2 separate regions of the Mus musculus genome follow, and region 2 is linked to region 1. A link is a contact called in public Micro-C data. All regions are on one chromosome and are shown on one strand. Each heading gives the region's core, a stretch centred on a gene start, on an enhancer-like site or on the middle of the called end of the contact. The rest is flanking DNA. Distances are from core to core; before and after follow the strand shown.

Region 1 (3,165 bases), core at 239-2,738:
GTGGCCCCCCTCCCTCTCAGGTGCACCACTGGGCCCAGCTGTGACAGGGCTCTTTTAAAAATAAAATAATTTTTATTTATGTGTGTGTGGTGGCACCTGGCAAATAGCGTTCATGGTCAGCCAGCCACTGTCATTATTACTTCTCTCCTTGCTTAGTCCCCTGGGAGGCCTGGCTCAGGGCGACCTTACTTCACCTGTGTTTATTAGGCACTCAAGCATATCTGAATACCTGTCCACTTGTTTGTCTTTCCCACAGGACTAGATCCTTGAGGGAAGTACTTTATCCTGTAAATTTTGACATGCTCAGGACTGACTGCAGGGCCTGGCCTATCAGCTCCAACTTAGGTCCTTATGTGGGTGTGGTCCAGAGCGGGGAAGTAGCATTGATCTCATTGAGGAAGAGAAGGTGGTAGATGGGTGGGCCTAGGATCTGAGGGTGGGAGCTGAGGCCAGTGATGCAGCCCTGCTCCCATGTGTGATTCTATAGTGTGGGTTCTAACCAGCAATACATGTCTGCCCATTGCTGGGTGCTATTATAGTTAGGGTGTAATTGTTCCCCACAGGACCATGTGTTTGAGAACATGGCCCCCCCATGATGATAGTTTGGGAAGGCTAGGAAACCTTTGGGATGTGTGATGTAGATTAGCCAGCATAAGTGGGACAGGTAAGGCTGGAGGCTTGAAGACTATATCTAATTTGTGATCTCCCTACATGTGAACAAGCCGTGCCACACACTCACACTGCCACAGATCAAGCCATTCTAGTTTTCATACCTACCTTACTATTAAAGGACTGATATCCCGGGAACCACAAGCCAAAATAAATTCTCCCTACTTCTCAGGCACTATGCCCTTCTGACCAGACACACCCATCACTCCTTGATAGGAACCTTTTGTTGGAAGGAGCAGCCCTGAGAGTGGATGAGTAGCCTGCCCAGCTGGTGCTCACGGAGGGTCTATCATTTGGTAACAGGGTCCTGGAAGATGGCAGATATGGCTCTGGTGGGTGCTATGCACCTGTTAGCTGACAGTGCAAGTCCCTGTTGCCAGGCTGAAGACACTGCTTATGGCACTGAGACCTGTGCTATAAGTCAAGTGCTTATAACATTTTCCTCACCCTCTCTGGCATCACAAGCCTTTGTTAGGGCACCACCATTTCTAATTCAGCGTTCCACCCCTTGTGGAATTTCTGACTGGTTGCCATCTGAGGTTGCATCTCTGCCCACCCTCTCTCTGAAGACTCCGATGTTCGCTGAGTCCTGCTGATGCCATAGAGCAGGAGCACACATGCATGAGGGATCGGGAGCCATCTGAAACGCTGGACGCCCCTTTTGCCACTACGGGAGGACCTGGGACCTCTAACATCACTGGGGCAGACGGAGCTTGCAGAAGGAAGGGGGAAGGGACTTTTTTCAAAAGCCTCGAGAGGGTAAAGTCTCCGTGAACTCAAAGAGAGACTGGTGTCTGCGGTTCCAGTGAGGGAGAGAGAAGGTTGCAGCCTTTGGTGGTTTCCACGTGATTACCACCCCAAGTCATCTCCACCCTTGCTGGTTTGGTAACTCCTGAGGCTGGCAATGAGCCAAATGTGATGGAATTCAAATATTAGTTATCTGTTGTGTAACCGATTGTCCCTTCCCTCAGATTAAGACGAAGGTCACGTATCATTTTACACAGTTGCTGGGGTCAGGAGCAGTTAGGCAGTCTAGCCTCAGGGTCCCTAATAGGCTTCAACTGCTCCGGGTTTGAGGCACTTGCAAGCCTGACTGGGCAGGAGGTCTGTTTCTAAGATGTGGTCCCTGTTCCTTACCACATGGCCGTCTCCATAAGACACTCCGGAGTCAGAAGTTACGCAAGACAGGAAAATAAGCAAAGTCGCCAGAGTTGCTTTTCAACCACGTTTGTTACTCTTATCACCATGGAGATAAAATACCAAGCCGGAACAACTTAGTGGAGGAAAACTTTCCTTTGGCTTTAGTTTCAGAGGGATTGGGCCTGCTATGGTGGGAAAGTGTAGAGGTGTGGTTTGACCTGTGGTGGTGGAAGCACGGGGCCGTGCCTGCTCACCCTGCAGCAGACATGGGGTGGGCAGAGAAAGCAGTGGGCGTACCACTCAAAAGCTCCCACCAGTCACACACCACCTCCTAAAGACGTTATTTATAGCAGCGGTTCTCAACCTTCCTAATGCCGTGACCCTTTAATACAGTTCCGTGTGTTGTGGTGACCCCCCAACCATAAAGTTATTTTCAATGCTACTGCATTCTACTGTAATTCTGCTACTGTAACGGAATGTAATATAAACATGTTTTCTGACAGTCTTAGGCAACCCCTGGGAAGGGGTCATTTGACCCCCACACTGAGAACCAGTGCACTACAGCCTTCAAAACAGGTCACCCGCTGGGGAGCGAGCACTGGAAATGAGAGCTGGTGGGGGAACCTTCCAGAGGGCCACAGCCTTGGCAATGACAGTTTCACTTCTTTTCTGTTTTCTCTGTCACTCTGGCCACCCCCCAGCGGATGCATTGTGGGAGGAGATGGCCTGTGAAGGGACCTTCAAGGACAACATTTCAGGGATCATTTCTAGAGTCTGAAGGCACTCGTTCTCCATAGTTACAGGATTGGACAGATCAATACCCATAGGGAAATCAAACACAGGAGGAGGTGGGGCTTAGAAAAAGATTTAAAAGACCCAAGGAGCTGATGAAGAGGCACATGGCAGAGCAGCCTAGAGAAAACTCGGGAAGAATGACCTTCTAGCCTCCTGAAGGCCAATCACAGTGTGTGTCTTCCATGAAAAGATTGTCTTTAAAAAAAAAAAAAAAAGTCTAAACTTAACCACCCACATCCGAACAGCTGTGTGTGGACCTTCATCTTGCAGTGAACATCTTCAGGAAAGGTTCCTCTATCCACTGCCTAGGTGGATGGCTTGTCAACTGGAGGGGGTTCGATTACACCCTGCACCATCCCTTTCGCCCAATGACCCCTGAGTTCCCGGGTGAAGCTGTGTGTCTCAGCCATCGAGCCGCATACTTCTCTCTTCTGCTCCCCACCCCTCTCGTTGACTTTGGTAAATTCATCTGCAGACAGCCCACCCTGTCCCACCTGTGCTGTACAGTGGCTACCCGAGAATGAGCATGGGAGCAACTTCACAGAGAGGGGGCACTGCCGT
Region 2 (3,101 bases), core at 88-2,587, 430 kb before region 1:
TGTTGGCATAGCATCTACTTTGTAGCCAGGGATGACCCTGAACTCATGGGCCCAAGCAAGCCAGCTTCAATTCACCCCACCTTCCAAAATCTTGACTTACACATGCCACTGTTGCTGACACCTTGGTCTCTCTTGAGTTTTCCTTGCTATAAGATTCCTGCATTATTCCATCTCCATAGACCCTTGCCTTCATTTTTTTCTTAAAGTACAGAATCTTGGGGAGGAGGGAGGTTTTGAAGACAGGAAAACATCCTATTGTCAGGGCTGGAAAGGCCGTTCTGCAGTTATGAGTGCTTGTTGCCTTTCAAGAAGACCTAGGTTTGATGTCGAGCATCCAGATGGGGCGGCTCCCAAAACACCTGTAACTCCAGTTCCAAGGAATCTGACACCCTCTTCAGGCCTCTGAGCATTCACACAGGGTGGGGAATTTATGTATACAGACACATAAATAAAAGTAGACATCTAAAACAAGTTTCCCAGCCGAATGTGGTAGGTGGTGCATGCCTTTAATCCCAGCACTCAGGAGGCAGAGGCAGGCGCATTTCTGAGTTCAAGGCCAGCCTGGTCTACAAAGTGAGTTTCAAGACAGCCGGAATACACAGAGAAACCCTGTCTCGAACTCCCCCCCCCCCCCACACACACACATAAAACCAAGTTTCTCAGTGTCATCTTCCTAGAAGATGAAAGGCCATCCCATAATGCAAGTAGGGTTAAGGACTAGACAGCTTTTGCCTTCATGCTTCCTAATGTTGGCAAGTTATTTAATGCCTGTGAGCCTCAAGTCCCGAAATCTGTACAAAAAGGGGCGCGCATCAAGTTTCACAAGTTGCTTTACGGAAAATGTATAATACAGTTATATGTAGCATAGAATGAAGGTTAACACCGTGTGGCTACTATACTTTTCCACTGAGCCCTTACCCAGATCTGGTAACTTGTGGTATGGTGACACTTCTTGAGTACCTGTCCAAGAGATGCTGAAAGGCTAGGCAGGCAGACTGTAGGACAGTGGCTTTTTTTTTTTTTTTTTTCAGTGTTAATGGGAAAGAGCAAGTCAAGAAGAAACTGTGGGGACAGTAGAGGAAGCTTAAAGATACAGCTGTAGTTCTAGGCAGAAATGCTTGGCAGAGAGAGAGAGAGAGAGAGAGAGAGAGAGAGAGAGAGAGAGAGAGAGAGGAGACAGAGGGGGAAGAGGTGAAGAGGGGGCGGTAGGGAGACCCGAGTCTGAGGAAGTAAACAAGGGGAGTGCCACCACCGAGAGGAGGGCTCGGCTGCTGGGAATCAGCCCCCTCACACTTTCCACTGCGAAGCGAAACCCCGCGCCTTGGTCTGGGGGGGCGGGCAGTGGGGAGGAGAAGCAGAAGGACTGGGTCTGGAGGAGCAGCTCAAGTTCTAGCTAGCTGCAGTGGGTTTGCCTGCACTCTGCTCTGGGTCCCAGCCCGGGCCTCTGATCATTATCCATCCTGCTGTCTCCAGTCCCCACTCCTGGGGCGTCCTCTTCACCCTACATTCTTTCCCTCCGCCTCACCTCCTCCTTGTAGAACTTCTCTCTCTCTCTCTCTCTCTCTCTCTCTCTCTCTCTCTCTCTCTCTGTGTGTGTGTGTGTGTCTGTCTGTCTGTCTGTCTCTCTCTCCTCCCAGGACCTTTTTCTAACCTCCCTTGGAGGGCTGGGGAGGCCCGGGCCATAGAGGAGATGAGGGAGGACCTGCTCCTTGGCTTTTTGCTTCTGGGACTGCTTTGGGAAGCTCCAGGTAAGGTGGAGAGTCCAGCAGGGACCTCTATGGCTGTCTCTTTAGCTGTGGTGATATTCCAATGCTTTTGTTGAGGGGAGGGGTGTGTGTGTGTGTGTGTGTGTGTGTTTTGAGACAGGGTTTCTTTGTGTTGCCCTGGCTGTCCTGGGACTGGCTCTGATGACCAGGCTGGCCTTGAATTTATAGTGATCCACTTGCCTCTGCCTCCCCAGTGCTGGGATTAGAGGCGTGCACCATCACTTTGTATAAGGGCAGATCCCAAAGCTGCCTCAGCCTCCCTTCAACAGGGAGGCATGATGTTTCTTTCTTAGGAAAGCCAGGGCATTTCTCTATTCTCCAATCTCTTGGCTCAATGCCCTTGGCCTCTCTTTTGTTCCACTAGTTGTGTCTTCAGGGCCTGGGAAAGAGCTCCCCGTGGTGTGGGCCCAGGAGGGAGCTCCCGTCCATCTTCCCTGCAGCCTCAAATCCCCCAACCTGGATCCTAACTTTCTACGAAGAGGAGGGGTTATCTGGCAACATCAACCAGACAGGTATGAACTCCAAAGTTGAACAACAGAACCTCCCAATCCTGTCCTAATGGATAAAACCCTGTCCAAGCCAGTTTTGTCCTCTTTGTGAGCCCCTCTAAAGCCAGTAGCTCAGTGTCCTCTAAAACCACACAGCCTTCCTGTGGATTGCTCCCCACACACCGGCATCCTGTAGTGCCCCACCTCTCCAGTAGCAGATAGTGCTGAAGACCAACGGAAGTGGGGACAGGGGTAGTTATGGGGGAGAGGGGAGGCTGCTGACGGTCAAGAGGTCTCTTAGGCAGGTTAACTTTATCCTCAAAGCATGCTTGAGTGCATCTTCTTCGTGGCCTTATCAAATTTCTCAATCCTATTCTCTCTCCCCAACCAGTGGCCAACCCACTCCCATCCCGGCCCTTGACCTTCACCAGGGGATGCCCTCGCCTAGACAACCCGCACCCGGTCGCTACACGGTGCTGAGCGTGGCTCCAGGAGGCCTGCGCAGCGGGAGGCAGCCCCTGCATCCCCACGTGCAGCTGGAGGAGCGCGGCCTCCAGCGCGGGGACTTCTCTCTGTGGTTGCGCCCAGCTCTGCGCACCGATGCGGGCGAGTACCACGCCACCGTGCGCCTCCCGAACCGCGCCCTCTCCTGCAGTCTCCGCCTGCGCGTCGGCCAGGCCTCGAGTAGGTGGGGCCGGACAAAGGGAGAGAGAGGGCCTGGGAAGCAGATCCCTGCTTCCCCCGGGGCAGGGAGAGCAATGGCTAGGGGTTGTGATTTAGACCCTGTCTGAGGACCTCCAGAAGTGTAGAAGAAGGGATGGCCCCCTGATGGCAGGATGGAAAGGCA

What was found. Hi-C and Micro-C count contacts between places; a contact is called where the count stands out from the background.
Region 2: a Micro-C map of embryonic stem cells shows a contact between it and region 1, with 2.9 times the contacts expected there. The contact joins the promoter of Lag3 here to the enhancer-like site in region 1. A contact is called at or near these places in 3 of 39 promoter capture datasets (the C10 cell line, cranial neural crest and frontonasal cranial neural crest), 3 of 484 Hi-C or Micro-C datasets (the N1E-115 cell line and embryonic stem cells) and 1 of 115 datasets of contacts at active chromatin or transcription factors (pancreatic cancer cells).

What each region holds. Positions count from the first base shown.
Region 1 is chr6:124,476,869-124,480,033 of GRCm38.p6, reverse strand. No RefSeq gene overlaps it. Among named protein-coding and RNA genes, the nearest start is that of Clstn3, 14 kb to the right of the region's middle. Within about 2 kb of position 1,488, at least 111 of the 459 cell types and tissues checked have an H3K27ac peak or open chromatin away from gene starts, as enhancers often do. A contact at or near this core is called in the N1E-115 cell line, embryonic stem cells and pancreatic cancer cells, where this site is marked.
Region 2 is chr6:124,909,941-124,913,041 of GRCm38.p6, reverse strand. It overlaps Lag3 (lymphocyte-activation gene 3), which reads left to right and starts at 1,337. Exons shown (of 8, transcript NM_008479.2): 1 at 1,337-1,748; 2 at 2,131-2,278; 3 at 2,646-2,938. The coding sequence starts at 1,691.